Regions from separate parts of the Mus musculus genome. Here all the other regions are linked to region 4. A link is a contact called in public HiChIP or PLAC-seq and promoter capture Hi-C data. All regions are on one chromosome and are shown on one strand. Each heading gives the region's core, a stretch centred on a gene start, on an enhancer-like site or on the middle of the called end of the contact. The rest is flanking DNA. Distances are from core to core; before and after follow the strand shown. Region 1 overlaps Tubgcp4 (tubulin, gamma complex associated protein 4). Region 2 holds the start of Ino80 (INO80 complex subunit). Region 3 holds the start of Trp53bp1 (transformation related protein 53 binding protein 1). Region 4 holds the start of Vps39 (VPS39 HOPS complex subunit). Region 5 holds the start of Rtf1 (RTF1, Paf1/RNA polymerase II complex component). Region 6 holds the start of Map1a (microtubule-associated protein 1 A). Region 7 holds the start of Adal (adenosine deaminase-like).

Region 1 (2,700 bases), core at 106-2,605, 830 kb before region 4:
CCAGCCCAGACTACTATACCCAGCAAAACTTTCAATCACCATTGATGGATAAAATCAGACATTCCATGATAAAACCAAATTTAAGCAATATCTATTTACAAATTCTGCCTTACAGAAGGTACTAGGAGGAAAATTCCCAACCTAAAGAGGCTAACTATACCCAAGAAAACACAGGGAATGAATAATTCCAGACAGCAAATCAAAAAAGGAGAAACACCATCACCACCAAGATAACCAGAATTAACAAACACTTCTCACCTTGTCATCAAGAATAGACATTACCTAAGGGTAAAATGATGGAAAAAGCTATTCCAAGCAAATGCACTTAAGAAGCAAGCTGGTGTATTGACAAAACAGACTTTAAACCAAAACTAATCAGAAAAGACAGGGAGTACACTACATACTCATCAAAGGAAAACTCCAAGAAGACAATTCTTAACATCCATGCATCAAACACAAGGACACCCAAGTTCTTAAAAGAAACATGGCTACAGCTTAAATCACATACCAACCCTCACACACTAACAGTGGTAAACTTCAATATCCCACTCTCTCCAATAGACAGGCCATCTAGACAAAAACGAAACGAAAATACTGGAGCTAACTGATGTTATACCAAATGGACTTAACATGTATTTTACAGAACATTTCACCCAATCACAAAAGAATATACCTTCTTCTCAGTGCCTCACAGAACTTTCTCCAAAACCGACCACATACTTGGATACAAAGCAAGTCTCAAGAAAATTGAAATACCACCTGATATCCTATCTAGATTAAAACTGGATATCATTAATAACAGAAACCTTACAGACTCATAGAAACTAAACAACTCACTACTGAATGAAAAATGGGCCAAGACAGAAATTAAGAAAGAAGACTTTCTAGAGTTTAATGAAAAGGAATATACAACATATAAAAACTTATAAAATAAAATGAGTGCTATTCTAAGTGTCAAATTCATAGCACTAAGTGCCTACATATGGGGTTGGTGAGATGGCTCGGCAGCTAAGAGCACTGGCTGTTCTTCCAGAGGTCCTGAGTTCAATTCCCAGCAACCACATAGTGGCCCATGACTATCTATAAAGGGTTCTGATGCCCTCTTCTGGCATGCAGGTGTATCTGCAGAGGGCGCACTCACATTAAAAATATAAACAAAGTGAGTTATTTGTCATTTATTTAAAAAAAAAAAGAAAAAAAACTGGAGAGATCTCATACTAGTACTTAACAGCACACCCGAAGGCTCCAGAACAAAAAGAACTCACATTCAAAAGAAGCAGACAGACAGCAAAAAATAATCATACTCAGCATGAGTCAGTGAAAAGTGCAGGTCAGCACTCCTCACATTATTCTACAAATAGAAACAGGAAGAACACTGCCCAATTTGTTTTATGGGGCCAATTACCCAATACCCAAACCACATAAGACCCATCAAAGAAAGAATCAGATCAATTTCAGTTATGAACATCAATGCAAAAATTCTCAATAATATACTTGCAAACAGATTCTAAGAACACATTAAGAAGATGAGTCACCTGATATGACCTCAAAATAAACCAGGACAAGTGAAGTCACTTGACTCCCTCCCCTATTCCCAATACTTACGGAAGCCAGGACTTACTTTTCTAATGCGCTTCGGACTGGAGGCAAGCCCCCACAGCTATGTTTGTAAACTGTTTCCAGGATTTGACAGCCATGAATCTGTGGAAAATATAGCCTTATCAATCTAGGTTACAGAAACTCATATTCTACATCAACCAAGACAGCACAGTCCAGTAGCTAATATAGTCCCTCCCAAGATGTCTATATAGTCAATTTGTAAAGACAGACTCTTCCGCCCTCAGTGTCAGTGTTACCTGTTGTCTCAGGTTTCTAAAGGCAACTTGCTGGGGAAAGGGTTATATCAGTTTATAGTTTGTATAGGTTTATAGGTCATCATGAAGGCTAGTAGGGGCAAGAGCTCAAGGCAGGAACTGAAGCAAAGGCCATCGAGAAATGTTGCTTACTGGCTTACTGTGCCCCACTCCCACCCCCACAGCTGGCTCAGCCTGCCCTATTATCCAAGACCACCTGCCCAGGTGTGGCACTGCCGTCAGTGACCTGGGCCTCCCACACCAATCATTCATCAAGAAAATGCACTATAGATTTGCCTATAAGTAATCTGATGGAGGTGTTTCCTCAACTGAGGTTCCTTTTCACAAATGACTCATTTGTCAAGTTGGCAAAAATATTTTTTTAAATAAATGCAAATTTGGGGGTAAAGCTCAGACACCTATGGTTTACCAAGCACTTCAGGTGCTTGCTAGTACACTCTAATATACACACTGGCTTGAGAGCCAAGTCACTGAAGAAACCAGAGTCATGGGGAACTGGCACTTCAAAACCAAGGAAAAGTCTTTGATAAGGTTCAAGTCAGACTACTAACTAGGTATGAACCCTGACCCTAACTGGAAGTCTCTGTGCCCTCCAGGCTTTTCTTACAAATCACTTTGAGGTATAATTTGTATATCCTAAATTTACATGCCTATCTAAAGTGTATTAAGGGCTTTTAGTAAATTTACAGTATTACACAATCATCACTCTGATATGAGTTTATACTATTTCATCACTCTAAAAACAATCCCCTTAGGTGAGCCTATTTGCAATTGGTCCCCATTCTCCCCCTCAGCCCATGGTCTCAAGTTCCTCAGTATTTAAAAC
Region 2 (2,700 bases), core at 158-2,657, 880 kb after region 4:
ACAGCATGTATGTGGTGGTCTGAGGACAGTAAGCAGGAGTCAGCTCTCTACTTGTACCATGTGGGTTCTGGTCTGGTTATCAGAATTGGTGACAAGTGACTGTGTCTGCTGAGCTGTCTAGCCAGACCCTCTTATAAAGTGTTACTGTTAAACTTTGTGAACATTTAAGGTCTTGTTTACGGACACTTTTTCTCCTGAACTTAAAGCATATCGAGGCCAAGAAACATTAAAAAAAAAAAAAAAAAAAAAAAAAGAGCCGGGCGTGGCAGCGCACGCCTTTAGTCCCAGCAAGCGGATTTCTGAGTTCGAGGCCAGCCTGGTCTACAAAGTGCGGTTCCAGGACAGCCAGGGCTACACAGAAAAACCCTGTCTCGAAAAACAAACAAACAAAAAAAAACAAGACATTTTTTAAATAATCATTTTCTAGACTTTAATTTTAAGCAGTTCAGTTCCAAAGGATGCAACTTGGACCCAACTGGAGTTGCACAAGGCACAGTACAGGCAAAACAGATAATATTAAACAAGCGATTCTTGCAGAAAACGAAAGGGTGAAGTCCAACAATTCTATATACGTCTTGGAAACGAGTGGATTAAGTGCAGAAGACTGCATGATGGCGCACACTGTAACCTCAGTCCTCGGGAGGCTGAGGCAGGAGACATCCCCCGAGCTTGACGCTAGCTAGCCTGGGCTATTAACCAAACCCAGACAAAATAACCATGAAACAACCGCCCCGCCCCGCCCCGCCCGCCCCAGCTCTGCGGTTGCTCGAGTGTGGGCAGGGCGACTCACCCCACTGGGGAAATGGAAAGTGCATGGAAGGTGAAAGCGCCTTCGTGCCAACGGTCTCGGGCCGAAGGGGGACAGTGTCGTCAGGAAGACGACCAGGAGACGTCTCCAAGTTGGCTCTTACAAGGATCCATCCCCGCCCGAGCTGGCCTCGGGGTAGGCCAGCACTACCTGGAGAAAACTTCCAGCGACAACGCCAAGCAGTCCCTCCCACCTGCAGGACCAAAATGAGTCCCTGGTTTTTGGGCGGTTTCCATTGACGTTACTTCCGGAAAAGTAACCTTTCTGTGGCAGTTGCAGGGCCGCTGAGCTCTCGCGACATCTCCTCCCGCGAGATCTGCTTGCTCACTCTAGCGATGACATCCTCCTCCTCCTCCCCGTCGCCTTTCGGCAATCTTCGCCAGTCCCAGCCCCGACCAATCTGCACTCAGATAGTATAGATGAGGGTCTCCCCCAGAACCCCGGTCCGCGCGGGGCGTCGGGCGGCGGCAGCGGGGTACAAGCTGCACGAGGCCGCCCGTAGCGGCACGGTCGGCGGACACGGGCTAGCGACTAGCAGTGGGCGTGGGCGGGGCAGGGCTAAGCCGGCCGAGTACCTGCTCGATTGTTCTGGCCTGGCTATGGCGCCTCTCCTCCCCCCCGCCATGGCTCCCCGTGTCCCTGCTCCGCTCCTCTCAGTGAGTGAAAGTGGCCGCCGCCGCCGCCGGCCCAGCGCCCGCAGCCGCCTCAGCGCCGCCGCCATCTTGGGGTCCCAGGAGCCGCCGAGGGAGCGAGCTAGGAGCGTTCCCGTCCAACGCAGTCACCGTCCCTCGGCCTCCGAGAGCGAAGCGCGGCTCCACAGTCGGCGGGGCGACCCCCCCCTCCGGACCCCGCCCGCCCCCCGCCCCCCCTCCGCCGCCGCCGCGGCGGCGGGGCCCCTCGGCCCGAGGTGAGGTTGAGAAGACGTGGGCGGGTGGACGGAGGGGGTGTCGTGTAGGCCCCTGTGCGCCCCTCTCTGCGGGCGACGACTGGGCCGCTTCTTAAAGGGGCCGTCGCCCCCGGCCCTGGGGTTTGTTGGGGTTAGAGAGGATGGGTGTGGACACTCCCCATAGGGTTGGGACCTCAGAGACCTGGGCCTCGGCTCTCCTGTCGTGTATCTCTGGCTCTCCGGGGTTATGGGTGACCTCGGCCACCCGAGGAAGCCCGTGGAGCACCCACACGTGGGGAGTGTTAGGCCAGGTGCACGTGGGACCCGGTGGGGCGGTGTCGCTCTAACACGTGTGTGGGTTTGGGAGTGGGGAGGGGCAGGGCGGAGGCTTGTCGGGCTGGACCAGGAACCGGACGAGGGTTCTACCTGTCAATTCAAACGAATGAGATCTATGGACTGGATAGAGTATCAGTTTAATGGGGAGCGAGCCACGGTTACGGGCGAATGATGCAAGTTGCTAGTTGGTGTTAGACGGGGACAGGCTAACACGTGCACAGACTTAGAAATGTGTCTGTGACAGCACTTCTGGGTTTTCGAGGCGTTTGCAGTGCGTCTCAGCAAGTGTCATCTTACTTTGACAATTCCTTCTTGAGCTTGCTGATGAAAAGTACTACTTCCGTAATCACGGAGGATGGAAGCCCCCTACAGTTTAGAAGTTGGATATTGCCGAAGAAGGCGTTTAACTATTTTAGTTCAGAACCAACTGTGCTCAGGACTCTTTGATTTACATTCTTGTACTTCTTAGGACTCGGGAAGGAATTTGGAGGTTGAACTCCTTAAAACATCGCTGATGATCAGCTTAGTTTTCCCAGTTAGTGATCCATGATTTACATCCCTAATTTTCACTGTGGGTTATTGATGCTTCCTTTCTTCCGGTCGTGTCTTTTTTTTTTTTTTTTTTTTTCTTTTTCCTGTTTGTTTTTTGTTTTTGGCCTGGATGGCCGGG
Region 3 (2,700 bases), core at 50-2,549, 920 kb before region 4:
GTAGAGAAACTCAGGAGTCAATCATGAATGATTTTAGGATTAAGAGGTAAGATGTGTCTCTGTGATTTGGGTCATTTTTGCTCTACTTGTAAAACATTCTAGGATTGGAATTTTAGTTATAACAATAGATCCTAAAATTTTCAGAGCGATTTCGTTTAAGCTGATCCTTTTGTTCCCACAAGTAATGCGTATGAAGACAACATGCTTTGATTTTTGGGTTAGGAGAATATGATCACTGTAATTTATAGCAGCAGAGAGGAGATTGGCTGGTAGGATGCTCCTCTCTAAGCTTGGCTTATTTCAAGTGCTAAACTGGGCATTTATAGAAGTTGAGAATCATGTATGGGCTGTGCCTAAATAATTCTGAGTCTGGAGTAGAGAAAACCGCCTCCATTTTAATGCCTTCTATGTATATTCTTGGCACTGTGCTAGGTGCTTTCCCTCCTGACAGCTGCTTGGTTAGAATTCTAGCCCAGATCCAACGGCTCTTTAAATTAAAATGACAGTGAAACCACATATGTATCTTGAGCTCAGTTCATTAATAGTTGTCACAGCTGCCACACCCTTTATAAGACCCTGACACCATGATTAGGATAATTAAATCTCTGGGCCTGGATCCTTTAGGTCATTGAGTTAGTAGGGGTGACAGCTGTTCTCTTTGCTTCTAGTTTGAGGATTACAATGCTCAGTTCGTTCAATGGGAGGTGCAAAGCGTCTGGGGCTGCTGCAATTCCCTAAAAGAAAGGGCAGAGAGAGACAAATAGGGAAGCTTGAAAGGGAGTGGGAACACGAAGACAATATAAAACAACAAAATCAAAACTGCCAGAGACATAGAGTGGGAAAACGGAAGCCTTTAAATTCAGGCAGAGGTCTACAAATGGGATCCTGATCGACACTGGCAAACCCCACAGAGGCTTCTCTTCCATTTCACCATTTCAGAAGTACTAGCTCTCCTCAATTCTCCTCCTCTTTGCCCTTTCTTTGAAAATCCAGGAGACTCTCCTTTTCCACGGAAGTCAGTGAAGGGGCCGAAGCCCTCAAGTGTGAGTAGTGAGTACCCCCGTCCTTCAGGCAGGGGTTTTTATTTCATGCCCTCTTAATGTCCCTTCGGTTCAAGGATACTGTCATGCTGGCTGTATTAGGGGGAGGGCCTGCGACGTCCATGCTACCATGGAAACACGCCGCCGTGTTCCTTTTCTTACGCTGGGGGCGGGCACTTCACCTCAGCCACCTATCATCCATAGGATTTCCTGAGTGGCAGACAACAGCAGCGAATGGGCGATCCGATATTGCGTGACGTGACGGGAAAAGGGGGAGCTCGCGGCCAGTGGCGGCGGTGGCGACAGTGGCGACCTGGGGATCGACCTGGAGGGGCCTGGGCAGCGTGCAGAAACCTCTAGATCCAGCGCGAGGCACCTCTCGCCGGGATGCCAGGTAGTGCTGCGAGCGGAGCCGAGCTAGCGGGCCGCAGAGGCCCGGGTGGCGGGCTTGAAGGGCTGGCCGCCTGGAGGGGGCGGGGTGGCAAGCATGGCGGCGGTGACGGGGACGGGGTTGGAGGGCCGGGGAGGGGGTGGGGAGGCAGCCGCCGCGGTGGTCCTGAGGCCGCATGAGGGCCGTGGGCTTCCCGCCCGCCGGGGTTGCGAAGAGGTCTTCCCGGGGCTCAGTGGCGTCAGAACGCGGGGAGAGTTGTGTGGGGGATGGAAAGGGGCGGGGAGAAGAGGTGAGGAAGGAAGCGTGTCTGAGGGAAGGTGAAGAGAAAGGAGGGAGGGAGGGGGAGATCGAAGGATCCAGAGGCGCGGTGGTAAATAACGGAGAAATGAGGGCTGGGGAGATGGCTGAGAAAGTGCTAAGAGCGATTGCAAATGTGGGCTACTGGGTAGCCCTAGAATGGTCCCTTTCTCGATCTCACACTTCCGCCCCTTTATTTAGTCTCAGATTGTGTGTGGAAAGCTCAATAGGGTTACTCTTCGAACTGATCTTTTGTTATTCCATTCCAGGGGAGCAGATGGACCCTACTGGAAGTCAATTGGATTCAGATTTCTCTCAGCAAGACACTCCTTGCCTGATAATAGAAGATTCTCAGCCTGAAAGCCAGGTTCTGGAAGAAGATGCAGGCTCTCACTTCAGCGTGCTATCTCGACACCTTCCTAATCTGCAGATGCACAAAGAGAACCCCGTGTTGGTGAGTGAGTGATGATGCCCTGTTCAAGTTATTATTTTTTTCTGACCCCCCTACACCAAACTAACCCAGAAAATTAACGTGTTTAGTTGATTGTTAGCTTTTGGATAAAGTTGGTGGGGAACGAAAAATGAAATCAACGTGTTCTCACCCACAGAAAGGTCCCTGTTGTACTACTTTGTGTACTGTGAGGATCTTATGTGCTCATGTTTTCTAGGATATTGTATCAAATCCGGAACAATCTGCTGTAGAACAAGGAGACAGTAATAGCTCATTCAATGAACATCTGAAAGAAAAGAAAGCTTCAGGTGAGCAGTTGAAGGCTTGGCTCTCTGCAGTGTTTAAGGTCCTGTGGGGGCAGAACGATTTAAACATGCAGTTGAGATTATGTGTAAGGAAGCCTAGTTTGTTATCTAGTGTTCAGTAAGCCTTTGGATACCCGTGATTAGTTTGGTGTTGCCTCCATTTCTCAATTTGTATTAAAATTTGATGGCAAATGTCTTCTGTGCTAATATCCACCT
Region 4 (2,700 bases), core at 35-2,534:
AACACTGAGACTAGAGACAGGTGGGTCCCTGGAGCTTACTGGCTTGCCAGTGAGCTAGGCTGGCTAGTTGTAAAAGGGGTGGATATGTCTCAGAAACGAGCAAACAAAAACACAGGCCATTTCTCATAATGTGGAAAACAGCTGAGGAAGACATCTATCTGACCTCTGACCTGAAACATTGGTCAGTAACAGTGGCTCGCCAGAAGTGCTTACCAGATTGCATCTTCATTAATGTATCTGACCTTTGGGCGGGCTTCTCTAACATCTCTTGCAGGTAGATTCTGAGGTTGCTTCCCAACATCCTCCAGTGCACACATAACAGTCCCGTATGCAATCCCTAGGGGATTATGCCCGGGCTAAGGAACATTAGCCTATAATGGCTTTCCTGTTCAAGTGTATGAACTTACTTGAGTTCATACTACTCTCCAAAGTTTGAGTAAAGTTGGAATGAGGTCTGAGCCTGAATTTTTCAAAACTTGCTTGACTAGGCACTAGGAGAGAATCACTGGTCTACAGCTTTAACAATGTAAACCTAAGGTACAACTAAGAATTAGCTGAAATGTAATGATGGTACTGAAGCAATCTATTGACTGGCTAGAGTGTGTCAGACTTGACAGATGTTCACGATTCTAAGCAATCTTATTTTGAAGAAGGTTTTGCAGAGTATGAAAGTAAGGCCTGCAACAATCTATTTCCAAAGAAAAAGAAAAGCCAAATTTCCTAAGTGGTATATCTCCAACCCAAGACTGACGCCAAGGCAGAAGTTCCTTTTTCCTCCGTGGTTGGGAGGGCTGGTTTTTGAGACAGGGCCTCATGTATCCTAGGCTGGCTTCAAACTTGATACGTACTGAAGATAACTCTGAACCTCCTGCGTCCTGGGATGTCAGGCTGCCATCTCTCCTGACACGCAGCCCAGTGAGCTAAATTCCTCTTTATCGCGAGGTCTTCACTAAGTTGACTGCCTAAAATCAGTTTCTCGGGCTGGCGAGATGGTTCAGTGGTTAAGAGCACTGACTGCACTTCCAAAGGTCCTGAGTTCAATTCCCAGCAACCACATGGTGGCTCACAACCATCTGTAATGGGGTCTGATGCCCTCTTCTGGTGTGTCTAAAGACAGCTATAGTGTACTCATATAAATAAAACAAATAAATAAATCTTTAAAAAAAAAAAAAAAAAGATCAGTTTCTCTTCTACCACCACAAACACCAAGGGACTCTGAGCAGCTGGTATGGATGTGAACTCGGGTTGGGGGCGGAGCTTCTGCTGCGGAAGGGGCGGGCTTAAGGCAACAGGAAGTCCGGCGGCGAGGATGGAGTTGTTGCTGAAGGCCCTGTAGCAGGGGTCCCTGGTGGAATACGAGTCTTCCCTGTTTTCGGACGGCAGGCTCCTCCCAGCAGCAGGGGCGGGACAGTGGCGGTGAAGCTCCCGCAGCCATGCATGACGCTTTCGAGCCGGTGCCGATCCTGGAAAAGCTTCCCCTGCAGATCGACTGCCTGGCTGCCTGGGGTGAGCCGCGGGGCCTCGGGTCAGGGAGGCAGCGGCCCCTCACGCCGAGCTATAGAGAGGCAAGGCGTCTGACCCTGTGGGTGGGCTGCGGACGCAGGCTGTCAGAGAGGGCGGACGTGACTGGACCCCGGGCGGCTTGCGTGATTGCTAAGGACAGTCCATTTGTGGACGCTCCGCGCTCTCTCTTGTGCGCTATGCAGTTGGAGGCTGAGCTCACATTATTAATGTGCTCTGTTGGGGCCCATTTCGGTTCCCAAGAAGTCTTGAGTGAAAAGGGCAAAGCCTGCCAGGTGCTTCACCTTGTTAAATGATTGCGGTGTGTTCTAGGTGACAGACAATGTTAGCACCGTATGCTTCAGAGCATTTAGTGTTCACTTAGTTTATTTTTCCTTTTAGTAGTTAGCTCATATAACTACCTTATGTCGTGAGGTGCCCAAGTTACCTGACTGAAGTGGAAGAGCATCATAACAGATTGCTGTGAAACCTGACCCATGCGACCTTGTATACTTTTTCTTGGGATTGACCAATGCAGAAAGCAAGGTCAGCATCCTTCATGTTTTCTGGAGTTCAAGAACGTAAATCTTGGCTCTCAGGCTACATCGAGTGCTTTTCTATGCATCGTTATTACCCATAACAGGCTACGTAAAAATAATTCAGTCTTTTCTGTTAATGTCCATGCCCTAAATATCAAGAAACATCAAGGGCCCATACAAAGGTAAAGTTCAGAATCTGTACGTAGAGTTTACCCTAAGGAAGGCACCACGATGGACCACAAGGAAATGTTGATGGTGACCAGTGTGCCGAGCATCTGTTGCTAGCGCTTCCCAGGCATCCTTGCAGGTTCTTTGTGGCCTCCTTAGAGGGATTCACATCTTTTTTTTTTTTTTTTCCCTGTGCTCTTCTTTGAGCAGCCCCTAGCCTCTGTAAAATAGTACCTCCAATGTAAACTGATGTAGTCCTTTGAATTAGGGAGAGAATAGAACCCAATTTCCTACAGCCATCTCAAGAAAACCTCATTTCCTGGAGGAAAGTGCTCTCAATAGAGAATAATACATGGAGGGGTTCATTTCTCTTTTGTTTCATTAAATATGTTCTGGATACCCACCTGTACCGTTCTCTCTACTATGGACAGGAATACAAGGATGAATGAGAAATAGTATCTGTGTACCCAGAACACTTTGGGGGTCAAAAGCA
Region 5 (2,700 bases), core at 2-2,501, 680 kb after region 4:
ACATTTGTTTTATGCAACTGTCCAATTCAATACATGAGGCTGATATTATATGTCCATTTTACAGTGGAAACCAAAGGTAAATGGCTAGAAAGAAATTAGGAATCAGAATTACAGATTCTGAGTTTAGTACTCAATCTACTCCATTTATAAAGCTTCCTACCCTTCCTTTATGTCATTTACTCATGAAACATGGAGGAAATCATCTCCTGATACCATCAGAGTACTACTACACAAACAGCTTCCTCCCTGCAGTGTTTTTTTAAAGTACAGAAGCAATGCCGGGTACTCCAAGACGCTAAAGCCACAAGTTACTTTCAGTACTTCTCAGATCTTCAAGTGAAAAAGAATTCTATGCTGCTGCATAAAAGAGGCTGAGCGCTTGGAACACAGTCTCTCTCTGCTGCCCTACAATTCAAACTTCCAGTTATCTGCCCTCTCTCCTCCTCCAAAGAGTTTTTTGTCAGACATCCCAACGAGAACCCATTTCGACCGTAAATGATCATAGTCTCCCCCCCACCCCAAGCACCACGAAAGCTCTTCGGGACATGTATGGGTGTCTCTCCTATGTCCACATGCCTGGTCTGAAAAACTTCACCTTCCAGAGTCCACACCTTCTAGACAAATTTTCCCTCCCACCGCCCCATGCTCACCCTTGCACCTCCTCCAAAATCTCTCAGCCATTGGGGTTGGCGGGCGATACTTCCTATCTCGCCCAGCCCGAATCTCCCTGCCTGCAGTCATGACGTCCCGATCCGGCCCAAGCAGACAGCGGCCCCCTTCAGTACCCCAAACCCCGAGGCCCATCAGCCCAATTCCCTGCCCCGCCTCCCGGCCCAAGGCGCCAAGTCCTCGGGGCTCTGTCTCCAGGCCTGGCCCGGGCTCCAAGGGCCTAAGATTCAGCGGGGAGACAGGAAGGGACTACAGTAGCGGGACGGACACCAGGCTGGCCGGGCGCTCGGGCCGGGCGACTCCCAGCTCCCGTGGCCAGGACTGAGCCCTCCCGCTCTGCCGGCCCGCGCCTCCGCGGCCTGCCCTCACCTGATCCAGGTTCTCGTCACTGCCGCTGTCTTCCGTATCCGAGTCGATCACGACACGGCCTTTCCGCTTCTTTACCATGGTGGTCCCCCGGCTTCCACGCCGGACGCCGCCCTGACTCCCCTCTTGCCCGCCTGCCAGTGGGACCGCCACTGCCGCCGCCGCCACCGCCGCCGCCACCGCCGCCGCTCGACCCACACAAAGGCGACCGCGCATGCGCGCTCCGCTCCGCCCCTAGCCCCGCCCCCCGCCTGGCGCACGCCGTTCGCCGGCGCCTGGCGCCCCGCCCCGCCCCACCTCCGACGCAGCGCGAGGGGCGGAGCCACGCGCCCGAGGGTTCCGGACCAACGCTCCCTGATCTAGCTGTCCGGAAGCTTCTGCAGTGTTGGAGTTGTAGGCTGCCCAGGAGTTCCCTACTTGAAGCGAATTTGAGCCTCCGGACCAGGGTCCACTCTGAGGAAACTCATCCATCTCCAGCCCTGGAATGCGGCCTCAGGGACCACCCGCATAGTCGACAGCCCCTGGAAATTGCTGAGAGCTTGGGTGGAGGAGCCAGAGTCCGCCTGCCTGGGCTGTTATTAGTGACAGCCTAAATGCGACCCAAAAACTAGGGAAGACTATTCCAGCGATAATCGGAGAACTCAGATTCATTGTAGGGAAGGACCAGGTGTCGGGGTGTGGGATGAGCAGAGAGGTGGCCCGGGAAGAAAGCAGTAATTTAATGAGCTATGCTAAGTAGTTTCAAACTCGCTTGAGTGTCCTGGGTCTTTGGTAAGGAACGACAGTGACTTCAACACTGGAAGAGAATGAGAATAGAGAAATAGATGGGTTCTGAATTATTTGCTAGTTGGGGCGCAGAGGAGGCAGAGGTTTCAGATTCTGATTTAGGAAGATGAGTGTGAGCTTTGTCAAGAAAATATGACAGAGGTTTGGAAGGGAAGAGGGCTGTATAGGAAATGTTTTATGTCGTTGAATTTGAAGTCATCTGACAAAAAGGTCAACGCTGGGAATGCATTTTTATATATTATTTATGTGCAGCAGGGTTTATATTAGGGAGTATTAACAGTTACAATTTGAAGTTGTTCTCAAGTCTTAGAACGCACTGGTTCACTCATTCTGATAGACAACTTTAGAATTCAAATCTTTCTCGACTAAGTTGATGAGGTCTTGCTTTCTTACTATCCCACTTTGACTCTCTAAGTTATTTTTCTCAGCTCAACTACAGTACACATCACATCCCTTGCCAGGTGTGGTAATTATAAACCCATATTTTTAGATACTTGGAAGGTTAAGACAGGAAGAACATAAGGAACACAAGTTCAAGGCCTGCCTAAGTCTGCATAATGAGTCCAAGGCTAAGACCCTGTCTTAGTCGATCAATCAATATATAAATAAATACCAGGCAATGGTGGCCCATGCCTTTAATCTCAGGACTTGAAAGGCAGAGGTGGGCAGATCTCTGCATTCCAGGCCAGCCTGTCTACAAATCAAGTTTCAGAACAGCAAGAGCTGTTGTACGTAGAAATCCTGTCTTGAAATGCAAGAGGAGGAAGAAGAAGGTGAAGGAGGAGGAGGAATAAGAAGAAATAAAGTATTGGATATAGCTCAGTAGTAGTGCTTACAAGCATATGTAAGGCTCTAGGTTTAATATTCATCATTAAAAGC
Region 6 (2,700 bases), core at 178-2,677, 940 kb before region 4:
TGTACAACAACGTTTTTCCTGACAAAATTATGCTCTACCATCATATTGAGTGGTTGCAGTGTGTACTGGGCATTATCCACAGCATGTGTAAATAGCTGTGGAGCCATCAAAAGTCCCTCCCTTTTTACCTACCCAATCCTCCCATAAGGCCAGTTCTGGCCTGGATACTGGACCCAAAGGACTGAGACAAATAACCCTAGTCCTAACCTTTGACCTCTGAGGAGAAGTGAGCTAGGTGCCGGGTAATGAAGAGTCTCAACTGTTGGTTCAAGTCAAAGGATGATAAGTCAATATTCCAGGAGAGAATCCCTGTAAAAGAAAAGGGGGAAAAAAAATAAGAGGGTTCTAGTCAAAGTCACCCACAGAAAGCATTGCCAAGCTCCTGGGAGAGGAAAGAAATGGGAGGTGATGCCTCCAAGAAGGATAGCTAGTACCTGCTTTTTCCCCTTTCCAGAGGGCAAAGAGCAGAGTTTAGAATGGGCTTACTAATAAATGAGCTTGGAGTTTTTGTTTTTCAAGGCAAAACAGTTACGGTAGAAGTGACACGCAAGGGTCTATTTCCATATACTGTAGGTTTCCATAATGATCCCTCTTGCTAAATCAGATTCTAGATTCTCCTATGCCCCCTCCCTTGCCTCCATCCCCTGCTTCCACCCGCAGGTGGCTCCGCAGCACTGCGCCACAGGCACGGCTGAGGGAGGTGAGCTGCAGAGCCACGAAGGTCACTCTCTAAACTTGGCTGCCAGCATTCAGAGATTTGAGATGTGTACCTCGCGTTCAAAAACCTCCCCTAAAGAAGAAATTGTAAGGTAGGGACATGGACTTTTCAGGGTCTGATGAGGACTTTCGGATATATGGTCCAGTGGCTTCGGGAAAGGGGTGTGACCAGAGGGACCCCAGGGTCTCCACGGAGCTTCTCCTGCTCCTGCTCCGGGACACTGCGGAACAGAATGGGGTATGCAGAAAGGATGGGCAAGCAAGGTGTTGGCAGCTCGAGAGGACAGAGGCACATTCATGGAAGATGCAGGTGACAGGGTCGCAGGTTTCGGGAAGTGCACATAGAGATAGAGGAGACAGAAATGTGCACTGGGAGATGAATGCAGATGGCGGAGAGGCATGGATGGAGTACTGCGTAAAAGCCAGGAGAGCGGCTCACCTTGTTCAAGGTGGGCCCGCACGGCCCTCAGCTGACTCTCTGTACCGATATCGCCGATCACGATGAGCAAGGAGTATTTCCGCAGGTCCCAGCGCGCTGCCGCTACCGCGGCACCGGCCTCGCAAAGAGGCTCCGCCGGGTTCTGAGCTGGCGGTGCACCGAGGCTCTGGAGCCCCAGCTCCGGAGTTGTCTCCATGGCAACGCTGCCAGGCCGCGCGGTCCCGGCTTCGGTCGCCATGGAAACTCCCGCGGAGTGTTAGGCTAGCTGCGTCCGCTGCGGGGAGAGTGCGCGCGGTTCTTAAAGGCCGGCGGCAGGAGCCGTTCATTGGTCACTGCCTTCTAGGGGCGGGGCTGAAGCGCCGCAGGGGCGGGGCGGGGATGCGGTGGTTGTGCCGCTATGGGTGGTGGCTGCAGTCATCCACCTGCAGTTTTCCTGACCAAGTGCCCCTCTCCGACTTGAGCCAGGGTAAGGGTTCTGCGAGACCCAGCCGAGGGCGGAGTCCAAGGCGCGAGAACAACATCCATCTAGTTAGGCTGTGTCTGCGTTGAGCACAGTGTGGGAGGCAGTTCCGCAGCTTCTCTCGAACCTTGGGGAGCCATCTTGCCCTTCGCTGTCTCGGGGTTTCTATCGTGGTCTCCATCTGGCAATTATCGTTGTCTCTATTTTTCCCCCCGCCTCGCTGCATGCCAGGGTCTAGGTTACCAACCTGGGTTTCCCCGTCCTTGCCCCGAGCTCCGGGCGTGGTCAATCAGGCTGCGCAGTATTGGAGGGGACAGGATGACCTTCCTACCCTGAGTCCCTGGAGAGTAGTTATTCCAAGGATAGTGGTTGGCTAGTCTCCATATTTGCTGAGTGCAATGAGCTCAGACTGCAGCAAAGAGTATTTGAGTAAAACCCAGGAAAGACTTCCCAGCTACTAGGGATGTGACACAGTGGATAAATTTAGGAGACCATGTAATTACTGTACAGAACTGAATTAATATTCTCTGTCTTTCCCTCTCCTTCTCTCCATCCCTTCCTTTCCTTCCTCTCCCCTTCTCTTGCTGAACCCCCAACTCCCCATTCTTCAAAGACTCTCCACCACTACAGCTGATCTTACCCTGAGTCATTCTGTTGTGTGCATCAGAGAGAAGGCCTGTGTTTAGGCTCCAGTTATACTTGCTTTTTCTTCCATTTACCTTGCACTTTGGAGATGGTAGAAGAGAAGAAAGGCTACGGAGATGATTCAGTTGGTAAAGTACTTCCCTGGCAAGCAAGTGTTCAGGTTCTCAGAACTGTAAAAAAAAGCCAGGCACAGCGGTGAGCACTTGGAATCGCAGAGATGGTAACTAGGAGGGAGAGACAGATGAATCTCTGGAAGCTCGCAGGCCAGCTATACCATTGAGAGACCCTGGTATCTATAGTACAAAGAAGAAAAGGGTGTCTGAGGGACACCACTCCAGGTTGTCCTCTTGCACTCACATGTGCACACATGAAATCCTACTCCTTAAAAGGATAGAAAAGAGGTAATAGCTGATACCTCAAGCCTGCCAGTGAACCACGT
Region 7 (2,700 bases), core at 56-2,555, 790 kb before region 4:
AGAGTTGTCATGAAAAAAAATCTGTAAATTAATAGAAAAAGAAAGGAAAAAATAAAGAGGGGGAAGGAAGTGGGGGGAAAGAGCAAGCATCTCCATCAGAGCGTGGATGAAAGCCAAAGGACATGCGCAAGGTGAGCTGTGCACTGCTGTGGAAAGTCACGCCATTTTAACCTGCCTCTGTGTCTCACCATCAGGATGTCCTCAGCACTAGTAGTAAGCTGATGTATAACTTGGAACATCTGGAAACATCTACAAATGAAAAAAAAAATGTCTTAACACACTTCCCTCATCAAAACCTGTTACTCAAGAAAAACCCTCAGAATGGAATTAATTAGTAAATTTGAGGTTAATAGTAAGTATATATTTAAATTTACAAAGAACTATAGGATACACCTTTTTTCAAAATTACATTGATCTAGAAAGACAATTTAATAGCTAAAATAAGATATTACTTATTTATATTGAAAAGTATGAAACAGCCATTCCTATTCTTTAATCCTGCCAGGACTAGCAAATAGAGAAAAATCAATCTGTCTTTATTTTCAAATCTAAGGAACAACTCAATATGACAAACAATATAAATCATTAAACATACTGTCAGTCTGACAGTTGGAAAAGCACTGTGAGTTAGGTTATATATTTTATGCCAGATGTCTACCCTATCTAAGTATTAAAATCTGATTCTTATATATTATAATCCCAAAATACAGCCACAAAAAATTCCCACAACCTCCCAAACTCACTCTTGTAAAGTCCTTTTCTTCCCCTTGTCAATCATGGTCATGTGACCATGAACGTTAAGATGTGGCTTCTTGGCTATCAGTTTCTTCATGGTACTGGAACTAATGGAGCCATTCAAGTGGGCATGGAGCTCCTAACACAAGAGGACAATCAGTTCACAAGAGTCCACGAGATCCAGAGCCCCATACATCAGGCCCTGGTGGCCTGGTTCCTAGTTGTAGTTTATACTAGGCCAGCTACTTGGTTCAGCTATACCCACTCTACAATTTCTACCCATAAGCTTTACTTCTCTTTTGTGGAAAACAATACAAAAGCCATTATACAGTAACAAGAACTCTGTAGTTAATTCTTACCACTTTTGGTAATTGCAGATAAAAGTCTGTCTTCCCAGGCCACTGCTGTCCGGCCTCCATCACTTCAGTAGAAGGAAAAGTTTCTCTTTGCTCTTATTCTCGGCTTGGACGATAAACTTATCAAAGTGGGAATCTCTGAGGTGCTGGACTTCCTTCAGATTGCCATTTTAAACAAGACTTGCACTATGTGTGGCTCTGGGATCACTTTCACCTACAATAACAAATGTAACTATTTTCAGATCTAACATGCAAACAGAAACACAGTCACTGCTGATATCTTCTTTTTACACCTCCCAAGCCCCCTCAACCCCCTGCTCCCACTAACTTAAGTTAAGCAAAGCTAACTTAGGTGTGTCTGCAATGGGGAAATGACTAGTAAAAAAAAAAAAGAACAAGAAAAAAAAAAACACCCGAAAACTAAAAATCCAGCGTTCGTCTGTCCCTTTAACTCTGGGCTCCTTTAATCTACTGCGTAGGTCAGGTTAGCTTACACATGTAGCACGAATTTGCTTTTACAAGAAAACATGTTATTTCATATTTACGTCGCACAAACACTTTCCTTAAATGGGTTGGGTCTGTCAGGCGAAAATCCTGTCTCTGGATGGAGGGTAGTATTTGCTGCCTCCTGTCTCTGATCCTTCTGGTCGACTAGATGCCTTTATTAACATATCTTGCACGCACTGAATCATTCTGCCACACAATCTGCTCTTCTAAGACCACTAACGAGTTCCTAACCCTAAAACATTTTCCAATAACCAAATCTTCATAGAAAATTTTTCTTGATCCAGTTGGACTCCAGAACTCATACTCTCAGCCGTTACATACTACTGCTCTGAGTTAACCATTCTTCAAGTCTTTCTATTTCCTTTCCTAATCCAAGCAGACACTAAATTAGTAAATGATGAAGTTTCTACGCATCTCTGGGAGTGCTTTCTTACTGGTATCTCCTAAGCATCAAATGTAGAAACTTTAAAAGTCCAACCTGGGTTGCTTCCTTTAAACAACAACGCCACAGGGAATAATCACATCTCTTCTATAGCGATTTTCAGCAGACATACTCAATACCACATACGAATCACAGAATCTTGGAAGTGGAGGGGAGTGTCATTTTTACATGCTGAATACTTACTCACTGTAGACCTAGCACAGAATTTAGACTACATGAGAATAAACAGCACGTACAGGGGCAGTGGGTTAATAATAATCAGTAATTATCCGTAAAGGTCTCTTTCTTCACTTTCCATATGGCCTAATTTAAGATCTAAATGAGTTCTCCCTCGCAACGAGAACACTCAATAAAGGAGCAACTGTTACTTTTGTGCAAGGACCAATCTACTCTGGATTGCTTAAGATCCGAGGTGCTGGTCCTCTTTTGCCGGACCAAACCGGTATCAGGTCGTCAGCCTCCGATTCACCTAAAAATGTTCTCAAATAAGAGGATCTACACAAGTTTTTTTTTTCCCTGCAGAAAATGCCTGTACAAAGAGGTAACTTGAGCTCTCCAAGCGCTAGCTGTTACCGAAGCAGCTGGCGTGTTCCCAGGAAAACGTAATTTGGAAAGGGGGGGTGGGGGGGGGGAAGGTCAAAAAACCTCTCGCGGGTTTTG

Evidence for each region. Promoter capture Hi-C pulls out the DNA fragments that hold promoters and counts their contacts. HiChIP or PLAC-seq counts read pairs in DNA pulled down with a chosen protein or histone mark. Capture Hi-C pulls out chosen DNA fragments and counts their contacts.
Region 1: an H3K4me3 HiChIP or PLAC-seq map of bone marrow-derived macrophages shows a contact between it and region 4, with 4 times the contacts expected there. The contact joins the enhancer-like site here to the promoter of Vps39 in region 4. A contact is called at or near these places in 3 of 39 promoter capture datasets (the C10 cell line, liver and neutrophils) and 4 of 115 datasets of contacts at active chromatin or transcription factors (astrocytes, bone marrow-derived macrophages, large pre-B cells and 1 more).
Region 2: an H3K4me3 HiChIP or PLAC-seq map of bone marrow-derived macrophages shows a contact between it and region 4, with 2.9 times the contacts expected there. The contact joins the promoter of Ino80 here to the promoter of Vps39 in region 4. A contact is called at or near these places in 1 of 115 datasets of contacts at active chromatin or transcription factors (bone marrow-derived macrophages) and 1 of 9 other capture datasets (adipose tissue).
Region 3: a promoter capture Hi-C map of liver shows a contact between it and region 4, with 2.7 times the contacts expected there. The contact joins the promoter of Trp53bp1 here to the promoter of Vps39 in region 4. A contact is called at or near these places in 1 of 39 promoter capture datasets (liver), 1 of 484 Hi-C or Micro-C datasets (short-term hematopoietic stem cells) and 1 of 9 other capture datasets (liver).
Region 5: a promoter capture Hi-C map of liver shows a contact between it and region 4, with 2.9 times the contacts expected there. The contact joins the promoter of Rtf1 here to the promoter of Vps39 in region 4. A contact is called at or near these places in 1 of 39 promoter capture datasets (liver), 1 of 115 datasets of contacts at active chromatin or transcription factors (pancreatic cancer cells) and 1 of 9 other capture datasets (liver).
Region 6: a contact with region 4 is called in a promoter capture Hi-C map of liver, with 2.2 times the contacts expected there. The contact joins the promoter of Map1a here to the promoter of Vps39 in region 4. A contact is called at or near these places in 3 of 39 promoter capture datasets (the C10 cell line, hippocampal neurons and liver) and 1 of 9 other capture datasets (liver).
Region 7: a promoter capture Hi-C map of liver shows a contact between it and region 4, with 4 times the contacts expected there. The contact joins the promoter of Adal here to the promoter of Vps39 in region 4. A contact is called at or near these places in 3 of 39 promoter capture datasets (the C10 cell line, cranial neural crest and hippocampal neurons), 6 of 115 datasets of contacts at active chromatin or transcription factors (astrocytes, bone marrow-derived macrophages, cardiomyocytes and 3 more) and 2 of 9 other capture datasets (liver and pancreatic islet).

What each region holds. Positions count from the first base shown.
Region 1 is chr2:121,177,671-121,180,370 of GRCm38.p6, reverse strand. It overlaps Tubgcp4 (tubulin, gamma complex associated protein 4), which reads right to left. Exons shown (of 18, transcript NM_153387.3): 6 at 1,622-1,701. Among named protein-coding and RNA genes, the nearest start is that of Tubgcp4, 7.9 kb to the right of the region's middle. Within about 2 kb of position 1,355, at least 10 of the 459 cell types and tissues checked have an H3K27ac peak or open chromatin away from gene starts, as enhancers often do. A contact at or near this core is called in bone marrow-derived macrophages, where this site is marked.
Region 2 is chr2:119,476,394-119,479,093 of GRCm38.p6, reverse strand. Ino80 (INO80 complex subunit) reads left to right here and starts at 1,407. Exons shown (of 36, transcript NM_026574.4): 1 at 1,407-1,715.
Region 3 is chr2:121,270,006-121,272,705 of GRCm38.p6, reverse strand. Trp53bp1 (transformation related protein 53 binding protein 1) reads left to right here and starts at 1,299. Exons shown (of 28, transcript NM_013735.4): 1 at 1,299-1,434; 2 at 1,998-2,182; 3 at 2,397-2,487. The coding sequence starts at 1,428.
Region 4 is chr2:120,351,721-120,354,420 of GRCm38.p6, reverse strand. Vps39 (VPS39 HOPS complex subunit) reads left to right here and starts at 1,284. Exons shown (of 25, transcript NM_178851.4): 1 at 1,284-1,506. The coding sequence starts at 1,434.
Region 5 is chr2:119,673,619-119,676,318 of GRCm38.p6, reverse strand. It overlaps Rtf1 (RTF1, Paf1/RNA polymerase II complex component), which reads right to left and starts at 1,251. Exons shown (of 18, transcript NM_030112.2): 1 at 1,039-1,251. The coding sequence starts at 1,251.
Region 6 is chr2:121,288,329-121,291,028 of GRCm38.p6, reverse strand. It overlaps Map1a (microtubule-associated protein 1 A), which reads right to left and starts at 1,427. Exons shown (of 7, transcript NM_032393.2): 1 at 1,157-1,427; 2 at 208-309. The coding sequence starts at 1,394. It also overlaps a transcript of Trp53bp1 not described here.
Region 7 is chr2:121,140,698-121,143,397 of GRCm38.p6, reverse strand. Adal (adenosine deaminase-like) reads right to left here and starts at 1,305. Exons shown (of 10, transcript NM_029475.2): 1 at 1,095-1,305; 2 at 744-874; 3 at 189-249. The coding sequence starts at 1,154. Lcmt2 (leucine carboxyl methyltransferase 2) reads left to right here and starts at 2,700. Exons shown (of 1, transcript NM_177846.3): 1 at 2,700.